2 separate regions of the Mus musculus genome follow, and region 1 is linked to region 2. The links are chromatin contacts, called in public HiChIP or PLAC-seq maps. All regions are on one chromosome and are shown on one strand. Each heading gives the region's core, a stretch centred on a gene start, on an enhancer-like site or on the middle of the called end of the contact. The rest is flanking DNA. Distances are from core to core; before and after follow the strand shown. Region 1 holds the start of Igfn1 (immunoglobulin-like and fibronectin type III domain containing 1). Region 2 holds the start of Nav1 (neuron navigator 1).

The links. HiChIP or PLAC-seq counts read pairs in DNA pulled down with a chosen protein or histone mark.
Region 1: a contact with region 2 is called in an H3K4me3 HiChIP or PLAC-seq map of embryonic stem cells, with 10 read pairs. The contact joins the promoter of Igfn1 here to the promoter of Nav1 in region 2. A contact is called at or near these places in 1 of 484 Hi-C or Micro-C datasets (embryonic stem cells) and 1 of 115 datasets of contacts at active chromatin or transcription factors (embryonic stem cells).

What each region holds. Positions count from the first base shown.
Region 1 is chr1:136,004,956-136,010,902 of GRCm38.p6, reverse strand. It overlaps Igfn1 (immunoglobulin-like and fibronectin type III domain containing 1), which reads left to right and starts at 4,561. Exons shown (of 27, transcript NM_177642.3): 1 at 4,561-4,582. The coding sequence starts at 4,561. It also overlaps a transcript of Tmem9 not described here.
Region 2 is chr1:135,582,293-135,588,203 of GRCm38.p6, reverse strand. It overlaps Nav1 (neuron navigator 1), which reads left to right and starts at 2,849. Exons shown (of 30, transcript NM_173437.2): 1 at 2,849-3,649. The coding sequence starts at 2,884.

The DNA.
Region 1 (5,947 bases), core at 3,312-5,811, 420 kb before region 2:
TAGTGCCGTTACTGCTGTGAAGAGACACCATGACCAAGGGAACTCTTATGGCTGGCTTACAGTTTAGAGGTTCAGTCCATTATCATCATGGTAGGAAACATGGCAGAGGAACAGTCGAACATGGTGCTAGAAATGGAACTGAGAGTTCTATATCTTGATCTGAAGGCAGCAGCAGGAGACTGTTTTTCTAAAGGTATCCAGGAGGAGACTGGACTCCACACTGGGTAGAGCCTGAGTATAGGAGACCTCAAAGTCCACCCCCACAGTGACGCACTACCTCCAAGACCATACCTACTCCAACAAGACCGTATCTCCTAACAGTGCCACTCACTATGGGCCAAGCACTCAAACACGTGGGTCAATGGGGGCCATTCCCATTTAAACCACCATGTGGGGAAGAACAGTTGTAGTTCATGGTTTCAAAGATTTCAATGCTGGGTTCCACCAAGTGTGATTCATGGTGACTCATGGTGAAGTGAAATGTCAGGGCAGATGGGGTCTGTAGAAGAGAAGGCTCTTTCCACTGAGAGTTAATGGAAAGCAGGGGGTGAAGGGAATGGATTTTTTTTCCCCTTCTCGCTCCAGCCCTGCTCTTTCCAGCCCTGCTTGCTCTGTCCCAAAGATGTATTTATTATATGTAAGTACACTGTAGCTGTCTTCAGACACACCAGAAGAGGGCAACAAATACCTTTACAAATGGTTGTGAGCCACCATGTGGTTGCTGGGATTTGAACTCAGGACCTTTGGAAGAGCAATCAGTGCTCTTACCCACTGAGCCATCTCTCCAGTCCCAGGGACTGGATCTTAGTTATAACCTTCACTGGCCCTCTCCTACTCAACTCCAGCCAGGCCCCATCTCCTGAGCTTTAAACCATCTTCCAGATGATGCCACCAGCTGGGAACTGGAGCATTGAATAAGAAGCCTGTCGGGGACATTTCTGATCCAAACCACAATTAGAAGGGATAAGAAGAATACAAGAAAAGAGAACATCAGTTTAAAAAAATGCATTATTGAAATGAAGGCTGAGTCTGTTTCCCACTTACGTAAATACAAGGGGTGAATAGTGGAGGATGCATCGGTGGATAGTCCAGTATAATGTGGCTGATAAGAGTGAATAAGCAAGCTCACTTGACCTTGGTGTGACTTAACAAAGCTTAGAGCCTAATGGCTAAATTAAAACAAATTCTATCTAGATCAGCGGTTTACACCTTCTTAATGCTGTGATATAATGCCTTTAATATAGTTCCTTATATTGTGGTGACCACCCCCCCAGCCATAAAATTATCTCCTTACTACTTCATAACTGTATTTTTGTTTTTATTATGAATTGTGATGCAGATATCTGTGTTTTCCATGGTCTCAGGGTCACTTGACTTCCAAGGGGGTGGCGACCCACAGATTGAGAACCATGGATCTCGAGTGAATCTTTCACCCATCTAGCTGAGTGCTATCTTCCATTTAGGGACACAGACCACGAAGAGCACATACGAGAATGCACTTAGACAGGGGTCAATGCAATGGATGCCTTGAACATCATATGAGAATCTGGGGGATGACAACTCTCTTAACCATGCCAAGGCATGTCCTGGGGAAGAGGGATAGAATTTGTAGTTCATGGGGTCTAAAGGAGGCACCGAGGATTTTTTTCAGTTTAGCATCAAGGAAGGATGTTTACCAGGTTGTCTAAAGCAGGAATACGTGGTTGTGATTCCCACAGTTAGGATGCTTTAGTCTTAAGCAACAGACACTGAATAGTCAAACACAGAAAGTAAGTGTGAAATTCATATAGTCTAAGAAATGGCCAAGGAACTAGACATGAAGAGGAAGGAAGAGAGCGCTCCCGCTCCCTCATAGCATTCCACAGGGGTAAGTCTGCAGTGATGGTCCCTCCCATCTCTATAGAAGAGAGTTAGTTACATGCTCTGGACTTGGTCTAATGCCTGTTGATTAGCAGAAAGGTCAGATGATACACCCAAGGCCATCTCCCAAGATGTCATCAGAAGCTGTTATTAGCAAAAGAAGCAGCAAACAGCCAGCATCCCCCACAGTCTTCACCCTTTTCTGTCCCACTTGCAAGGCAATTATTGTAATTTGTGTTTGTTGTTAAGAGATGAGTTTCACTATGTTGCCCAGGCTAACTCCAAAATCCGGGGTTCCAGCAATCTTCCTGTCTCAAAATTCCAAATAGCTGATATCATACACTCCACCAGCTCAAGTTATTAGGTTGATTAGAAATAATATCGAGGAGTCAGAGTGGTGGTTCAGCAGTTAAGAGCACTGATTGCTCTTCCAGAGGTCCTGAGTTTAATTTCAAGCAACCATATGGTGACTCACAACCATTTGTAGTGGGATCCGATGCCCTCATCTGGTATGTCTGAAGACAACTGCGGTGTACTCATATAGATAAAATTAAACAAACAAACAAACAAACTTTAAAAACAAATTTAAAATGAAAAACAAAAAATTGTCGATCTCATCTGACTTACCTTTGAAAGTGATAAACACGCCCATTTGGATGCTTAGCATTTTACTTAGCGACACACGTGACAAGTCATAACCCTGTGATGAAATACGTGCTAGTCTGGGAACAGCACTTTCCTAGGAGACAGACAAGCTGATGGACTTACACATTCAACAAACAGGTATCGGGTGCCTGTTATGTGTCAAACTCTGCAGGACACCCAGACTCACAAGCCACTGCAAAAATGGAAAGGTTAAATATTTGCCCATGTGGACGCAAAGGGCAAGTGCCCTGTGTGTTTCAGGGATAAAGTGGGTGGGGCTCACCAAGAGAGACTTCCTTCTAAGCCAAGTCCGACCCTAGCCCCGCCTACGGGTAATCTGACATTCCATCTGTCCAATCCTGGTCACCCTGTTCCGAAAGGCTCCACCTCAATCTAGACTCCTGGGCTTTTTTGCAGTTTAGTGCAACAGGTGGCGCCCCCAGAATAAGGACATTTCTGTCCCAGGCCAGCAGCTGTCACCTTAGAAAGATTAAGATTCTCCCACCAGGCGACAAGGCTTGTTGTGCCCGAGACAGATACGGCTCGGATTCCCAGCCCGAGGTAATTAACCCGGAGAAAAATGTGACACATCTCCCGGACCGTCTGCGGTGTAGCGGGCTGCCCACTGGCTTCAGCTTTCCCCAGAGCTTGGAAGGATTTCTGAGAAGGGAGGATCCTGCTGCAGAGCCTCTGTGCTTTCCTGCTGTGGGGGTGCGCGAGCCCCCAGGTCAGGATCTCAACCCACAGCGTTCCTGCCCAGAATGCAAAAGGCTTAGGTCGCTGCGGAAAACCGGGTGAAGACGTACAGCAGAATGTACGGGGTTACTGAGCTCCACGCGCGAGTGCTGGTGGTCTTGCATTGCATTAGGGAGGTCACCGCTCTGTGTCCCAAGGCGGGGTAAGAGGCTAGGTCCCGCTGATCCCAGGAGACATAGCTGCACGGACACACTAATCCACTGTTTTTACACATAATCACTTCACACGCAGAGATTACCTACCTCAGATTGCATTCATAGTTGGCTGGGTTTCCGGGCTTTAAAGGCTTTCAGTTCGCGTTCTGGGGAGCATTGAGAGACCAGAGGCTGACCCAGACTCGCTAATCCTAATCTCTCCAGCTGCCACTCACCCGCCATCAAGGTGTCTCTGTGGGCCCGTTTTTCTCATCTGTTCAAATGGGTTAAGCTGACCTCCTAGGCATGTCCTTATTCTGTGGGTTAAAGGAGAGAATCTTCAGAAAGTTATGGGTTCTTCTGGACTGAGGGTCTCCCATCCTCCTCTGGATGTTCCCCCTAAGAAATTGTGGTTTGGTTCTTAAATTGGTTATAATTAACCAGAAGGAAACCGAACTATTGCTTGGACAGACACTGGTAGCTGGTTGGGGAAGTGGAGTGAGCCTGCTTATTTGCAGGGACTAATTAGCGATGTCCATAAGGATCTCTGCGGCTCTAATGATTCTAGCAGGAGTTTGGAAAATATTCGAGCCAATTGCTCACTCAATAGGGAAACTGAGGCCCAGAGATGGGGAGGTAATTTGCCCAAGTCCAGGCAGCCTAGAGGCAGCCTTGATAGTTCTTTGAGGCTGTTGCAAATCGGCTTCCCTGACCTGGGCCTTCATCCTGGCCCAATTTTAGGATTCTGGACTTTGCCCCATAGGTTTGCTTCCTACTTCCAAAACATTTTGAGTCCCTTAGTAAAGCGTTCCCTAGGCCATGTTTCTCAGGCTGGGAGAAGCAGGAGCCTGGAAAGTTAAAGAGTAGTCATGGGGTGGCAAGGGGTTTAGGGAGGTGAGATCTTCATGGGCACTGTGTACCTGATCTGTTTACAACTTGCTGTTAATAGATGCCATTAATCATAGCCAACTGCAGCTGGCTCAGCCTGGGGAAGAGCAGCAGCCTGCCATCTTTGAGAGGGACGAGCAAGAAGGAATATGGAGGAGGGGGCAGGTTCCTACAGTTACCTGACACAGGAAAACCAGTCCCAGAGGGACATGGCATGAGGACACATGTATGTTAGTGTCTTGTTCAGCCCAGCCAGCCCTCTACTAAATGTCCCAGCATGAATGAGATGCGAACACAAGGTCTGTTAAACATTATGTGCTTAGTGCATACCTTTATTTTTCTTTGTTAAAAGGTATTTATTGGCTTATTTTTGCATACCTTTAAGAAGTTACAGGGCTTTAGTCTGTATGAATGAGGCCCTAGGTTTGATTCCTATCATTGCAAAAAATAAAACCTAGGTGCTGGAGAGATGGCTCAACAGCTAAAAGTGCTCTTTAAGAGGATTCACATTTGATTTCTAGCATCCATAACAAGTTGCTCACAACCATCTGTAATCCAGTTCTAGGAGGTCCAGCACTTTGGTCTCCATGGACACCTGCACTCATGTACACATGTGCCTTACTATATCTATAATTAATAATAAGAGTGAAATTCTTTTTAAAAATAAATAGAAAAATAAATAAATAGAGCCTGGAATTTGGAAGGCCCTACTCTAAATATCAAGGGACTGTGAGGAGAGTTCGCTAGTCTCAATTGCTAGTTACACAGAGGAATCCTAATGTGATTTTTCTCCCATATCAATACAATCACTGGGTACTCAGAGGCCTTTCCTGGTAAGGGGACAGTGTGATATGAGCAGCCAGGTCACTGGGCTCAAGATATAAGTCCCATGTCCAAGATCATACATCTCTTTCTATGACCTCTGATGGTGTCTGTATTTCTCCACGTCTTAGACATTCATAGCACCTACCACTGAGATTCTAGATCCTTTTTGGGTCTATTAGGGTCAAGACCAGGACCTGGTGGACTAGATTTCTAATACTCCAAAACATTAAATATCTAAATATCTGATTAGTACTGATTATTAACTTAAAGAGATCTAGAACCACAGGAAACAAACCTTCAACATGTCTGTGAGGGATTTTCTAAACCAATTGAGATGGGAAGACCCAGGATAACTGTGGGTATCACTGTCCTGTGGCCCGGGGTCCAGGAGAAAGAGAGCTGGATGTTGGCTCTTCATCTCTTTCTGCTTCTTGGCTGAAGATACTATGTGATTACTTATGTCATGCCTGATGCTGTGCCCCCTGCATGATGGATGTGTCCTGTGAGCCAAGGTGACCCTTCCTTCCTTCCTTCCTTCCTTCCTTACATTGCTCCTACCAGATATTCTGCTACAGCAACCGGAAAAATAACTAGTAACCAGAGTGAGGTTGTGGCTGGGACAAATCTGACCGTGTTAGAACTGGTTTCTGGGAAGAATGTGGGGGGCAGGGGGTGGGGAATGGAACTTGGAGCTGGAAAAGCATTAAAGCACAAGCTGAGCTTAGTAGGTCATTCTGATGGGAGTTTGGAAGGCCAGGATGTTGGAAGAGGTATTCAGTGTGTGTGTGTATGTGTGTGGGGGCGTGGGGGGTGGGAGGTTGGAGGGGTGTTCATGAGGT
Region 2 (5,911 bases), core at 1,600-4,099:
TGACGTGCTGTGGGGGAGGGAGAGGGACCCCAGGCTTAGAAGGTAGAAAGGGGTGGGGCCTCTATTCTGGTGAGAACAGCTACCAACCTGATTTCAGTCCAAAGTCTTTCATCTGGTCTGTCCTCTTCTAAAGAGAAGCAGAATTTCAGGGGCTGTTTACTGGACGAAGGGGAGGGACTTGAGATTTGGGGAATACGGAATCCCGTGAGAGACAGGCTAGAGGAACAAAGAGGGTACAGAGAAGAGGAAGACCTGAGCTGACACAGTGAGGGAGTGAGACACCGTGGCGGAAGGAAGGTCAGGTCCCAGGGGCAGTGGGCATCCGGAGCAAAGGAAATGCGGATGGACAGAAGGACTCATGGAATTGGGCCTCACAAAGTGCTGAAGGCCTCCCTACAGATATGGCCATCAGAGGGGAAGGATCAGGTTCAGCCAGGGGTATTGGCTGCAGCAGTAGGCATGAGTGAATGGACATGGGGTTGTTTAGTCAGGATGTTAACTAGAGGAGAAGAATCTATATGCTGGGGGCGGGGTGGGGGACGGGGGACTATCAATAACAACCAAGAACTTGGTCAATCCACCCACCTGCCCCCTTTGATTTTCAAATTGCATTTTTTAGAGACAGCAGCATCCCCGTGTGATGGAGTCAGGGAAATATTATGTAAATTACAGAATGGCGGATAAATAAGAATGAGAACTTTTAAAATGATTTTTTTCCCCACAATCCTAGCACTCAGGGGGCTGAAGCAGGAGGATTCCCAAGGCCCAGTGGTTTGTGACACTATTACAAGTCATCTGTGGGATCAGAGACATTCCAGCTCTTACTTGAACTAGGAGCTTATGTTCAGGCACAAGCATGAGTGCTTGTGTGTCCTGTGACAGCTCATAGTCTAGCTGGAGAGTCCCCAACAGTCCTCTGACAAGCTTCAAATCTCTGTGTCCTATATGGACTTGCAGGCTTGGCTCCACCTCTGAGTTTCCCAAGATCTGGACTTAGGGCCTTTGAGGGCACTCTGCCTGGTGAATCTCAACACCCAGACCTCTGCCTGCACTGTGAGGCAGCACCTCTTGCCACTGCTGTAACTAGAACACAACATATCCATGCCTGTCTTCCTGAGATAAGTGTGTGACATTGCATTTTTCACAAGGACAAAGTTATCTCCCTGAGTCTTGGGTTGTCTGCCTTGTATCCCTGTCAGGCATTAAGTTCTTTAAGGGTAGACTCTCTCCATCTTTCTCTGGATCTCCAAGGTCAGCTAAAAGTTCACAGTTCACCTCTCTGCCCAATAACCCCATTTCTAGCACTGTACTAGATACAGCCTCTCTGCTACAGTCCCTGTCCTAGAAAGGTTCATAGAATCTCAATCCAGCCCTGGGGTCATCATGGAAGTTAAAGTACCCAGGGCTCTGGTCAGTACCCTTGGCTCTGGCCAGCACCCAGTGTCCAGCCATCTGGCCTCAGAGCCTGAGTCATTAATACCTACTCTGGGCTAGCATGGTACTTGGAGAGCTCCTATGCTGATAGAACAAACATATCCAGGATCTCTTCAGTTGGTTCTGCAGCTGGGCAGTGGTGGCGCACGCTTTTAATCCCAGCACTCGGGAGGCAGAGTCAGGCAGATTTCTGAGTTCGAGGCCAGCCTGGTCTACAGAGTGAGTTCCAGGACAGCCAGGGCTACACAGAGAAATCCCGCCTCCAAAAACAAAAAACAAAACAAAACAAAAAATGCTCTGCCAAGGGACCTATGCTAACTCTCCTGTGTCCTTAGTGTCCCAAAGCCCCTTTTCCTAGGAAGCTAGGATTAAAACCATTGTAAGAGCAACAGAGGTTCAATGACTTTGACAAGGTCATGTGATCAAGTGGAATGGTGACTCGGACTCCTGCACCCAACAGTTAGCCGCTTCAACCCCTCAGGTCCCTGTCCCTGTCAACCCTAGGCACTGTCTAAAGCAGCCTGTTCTGTCCTGTGTCCCTTACCTTCTGGGTTTAGGAGGGCAAAATACACCATAGAGACTAAAGGTAACTAAAGGTAAAGAATTTCTGAGGGAAACCAAAGGTAACGGTTTGTGAGAGCTTCCCTCAGGCTCTGCCAGTTTCTACCCAAGACCTACAGGGCCACTCTTTCTCCTGGGTCAAAGACACCCTTTCCCAGGACCTTTACCTGTACCCCTAAGTCTCCCTTCCTCCACTCATGCTTTTTTCCAGATGCAGCAGGGAACCTTCTACCCCATCTCTCTGTAGAAAGCAAGGAGAAAAACTGGTGGGATCCTCTCTGTGCCCCCGGGGCTCAGCTCACAGACACCTCCCCCTCCCGAGCCAGAAATAGACACACTCTCTCCCCTACCTCCCTCCCCTTGCGCACACTCCACCCCTCCTCCTGTTTGCTCCCCGCCTTCCCCCTCCCCTCTTTCTCGCTGGGAGCTGCAGCCCGCAGCCTCTCCACGAGCTGGAAGGAGGAGTAGAGAGAGGGCGCTGCCCCGGAGTGTGCAGCCCGCAGCACGGATCGGCTAGCCGGGGGACAGAGACAAGATCCCAGCATCACAACACGACCTGGCTTCGATGGAGCCGCTGGTCTTCTATCGTTCCTTTGACTGATTTAAATTTTTTAATTTATATTCTCCCCGCCCCGCCCCTTTTCCTTCGACCCCGCCCCATCAACCCGCTATTTCCTTGCCTTTTCCTCTTCCCCGGCTTCCTTCTCCGCATTTCTTTCCCTTTCGCCCTCCGCTCGCCCCCTTGCTCCCTCCCCTTCCTCTCCCCTTCCTCCGCGGTTTCTTCCGTCCTCCCCCCCATTCCGCCCCCTCCTCTCCCGGCACTACCGCCCCCTCCCCCGCCCCGTGCCTGCAGACGCGCGGATCGTCCATGCGCTCCTCGCAGGCAGAATGCTGGGCAGCAGCGTCAAGAGCGTGCAGCCCGAGGTGGAGCTGAGCGGCGGCAGCGGCAGCGGCGGCGACGAGGGCGCGGACGAGTCTCGGGGAGCCAGCAGAAAGGCAGCCGCGGCGGACGGCAGAGGCATGCTGCCCAAGCGCGCCAAGGCGGCAGGAGGCAGTGGCAGTATGGCCAAGGCCAGTGCAGCGGAGCTGAAGGTCTTCAAGTCCGGCAGCGTGGACAGTCGTGTCCCCGGCGGGCTGCCTACCTCCAACCTGCGCAAACAGAAGTCGCTCACCAACCTCTCGTTTCTCACGGACTCCGAGAAAAAGCTGCAGCTGTATGAGCCTGAGTGGAGTGATGATATGGCCAAAGCACCCAAGGGTTTGGGCAAACTGGGGCCCAAGGGCCGCGAGACTCCTCTGATGTCCAAGACGCTGTCCAAGTCTGAGCATTCGCTCTTCCAACCCAAAGGTGGCTCAACCGGCGGCGCCAAGACCCCACTGGCTCCGCTAGCGCCCAGCCTAGGCAAACCTAGCCGGATTCCTCGGGGACCCTATGCGGAGGTCAAGCCTCTCAGCAAGGCGCCTGAGGCAGCGGTAAGCGATGATGGCAAATCGGATGACGAACTGCTTTCCAGCAAGGCTAAAGCGCAAAAGGGCTCAGGGACTGTGCCCTCTGCCAAGGGCCAGGAGGAGCGGGCCTTCCTCAAGGTGGACCCCGAGCTTGTGGTTACCGTGCTGGGCGACCTAGAACAGCTACTCTTCAGCCAGATGCTAGGTAAGACTTGCTGCCCCGCCCCACCCCGCCCCTGGTTTTCTCCTGGCCAGCTGCAGGAAGAGGTTTGCTTTCCCCCTTTCTCCCTTCTATACCGATCACTGGCCAGGTTAGGAGGGGTATTACTGCCCAGATGTGCAGAGCTGGCCTACCTCCAGCTGTGTCTGGCTAACGTGTGTCTTAAAGATGTCGCTGATGGGAGCCTGGGCTCTGCTGTGGCTTGTTGGAAGTGAGGGTGGACAATGGAGACGGGGGACTTGGGGGGCTCAGAAATCATTAGCTCCCTTGAATTTTAAGGTCCAGAGTCCTAATATGGCAAACCACAGTGAGGTTGGTAGAAACACCAGCTGAGGAGTAGTCTGCGCTGAATAACACAGCATCCAGCATTGCTAGGGAAGCCTAGGGTAGGAGATCTAGAGCAAAGATGTGGGGAAAGCAGATGTGAGGGCTAGTTGGTCCTTGGAGCAGGGCTGAGGCTCCACTTCCTCTGTGAATCCCGGGTGGGAGCTTGAGTCGGATTTCCCCGGGTGTGGGGGACCTGGCAGCAAGAAGTGTCTGGGGCCAGGGAGGCGGGCGGGCAGCCAGCTGTGCGCATCTGGATACACGTCCGTTCCCCCAGCCCCAAGCAGTCACCCCATCCCCCTAAATGTTTTAGGGAAAGGTCTGGGATTTTGCAAGGAGACTCCCGAGAAGCCTTTGCCCTTTGGCTAATGAAAGCCAAGCTGGCGGGAAGAGAGAAACAAAGCTTGCTCGGCGGAGGAAGCCAGAGAGCTGCTCCATTGTTCTCCAAGCCTGAACAGTCCGAGGAAAAAATCCCGAGCCAGCCCGGGAACCGTGTTTTCTTTCTGTGGAGTCCCTGTTCTCAGACAAGGATACATGGAAGATGTGCCTAAGGAGGCGGCTGTGCCTTGGTAGCCCGCACCAGCAGTACAAGAGCTGCGGGAGATCGGCTGCTAGCCACCTTAAGTGCACAGACTTGTTGCAGTGAATGTGGGTCCTCAGGCATCAGAGCCCAGGGACCCCATCTTCCTGGGTACCTTGTAGTCTGGTACCGGCTCTGCTGGGGGCTGGGAAGGGGCGTGTCGTGAGCGTGTGAAAGGGCGGGGCCAAGAGGAGGGTGGCGGTCTAAGTGACCAGATTGATGGAGAGAGAAGCTAGGGCTGGCCCAAGGCCCCTGGAGAATGCTGAAGGAAACCTGTTCAGCCTGCTGCAGTCTTCCTGAGACCTCCCCGCCTGTGGGGTGGTGAGGGTCTGGTGAACAAGGATTCTGCCTCTGACACAGATGGCTCGTGCAGACTGGACAAGGGCAAAGGGAGGAAAACAGCCTTGTGCCTTTCGGCTCCTCCCCAAATTCGATTTGAGAGTGGAAAGGAGGGATGGGGTGGAGTGTGTAGAAGTGACAGGCAGAAGTGCCACCCTATTGCCTGTTGAGCCTCTCAGAGATCCTGCCCTCGAGGAGCTCTCCATTCAGTGGGCTTAGACAGACAATAAGGAAAACTAGGCACCAGGCACCCAGGGAGCTATGTGGAGAATGAAAACTGGACTGGGGTCTAGAGAGGGACTGAGAAGGGAGGCCTGTCTTAGGCCTCACCGAAGGAGGTGGCCATGGAATTGGGCCTTGAGACATGGGGCTATCTCGGAATGAATGTACATAGTCTAAAAGGGCTGAGGGGAAAGGGCCTTCATATGCTTTGGGCAGGGGAGGAGGGGTGTTGGAGTAGAGGGCAGAGCCCCATGTTTAAGGTCAGGACTTCCTCTGTTTGGGGTGGGGTTAGTTAATCCAGCCCTCCTTCGTCAAGGCATTTCCCACACTGCCCATCAAAGGCCTCTTAGCCGCTTCTCAAGAAAGGTCACCACAGAAACTCTGAAAGATGGTCGTAGAGTTGGCTAGGGACAGGAGAGGAAGAGAAGTTGAGCCGTGGTCCCTTATTCCTGCCGAGCTGTTGTTTCCCCATCACTTAACAAATTATCGGGCGACCAGGGACCTCCTCCCTTTTTTAACTGGTCAGATGCTGGGCCAAAGGCAAGAGCCTGCTGCCTGTGCTGAAGAATCCATTCGTTCCTGAGTCCTCAGTTACAGCTCTTTTGTGGGAGACCTAAGAGGAGGAAGGGCCTACAGGTGTGGAGGGGTCTGATGAAGGTGTGTGTGCACTGGTCCTGGGCCAGCAGAGCCATTCTCATGGCCTCGTGGAGAGCCGTGGAGCTTCGCCTTCGGGTGGAGGGGAGAGGTGTGAAGTCTGCAGAGGTTTCCGTGTTGCCTCTAGA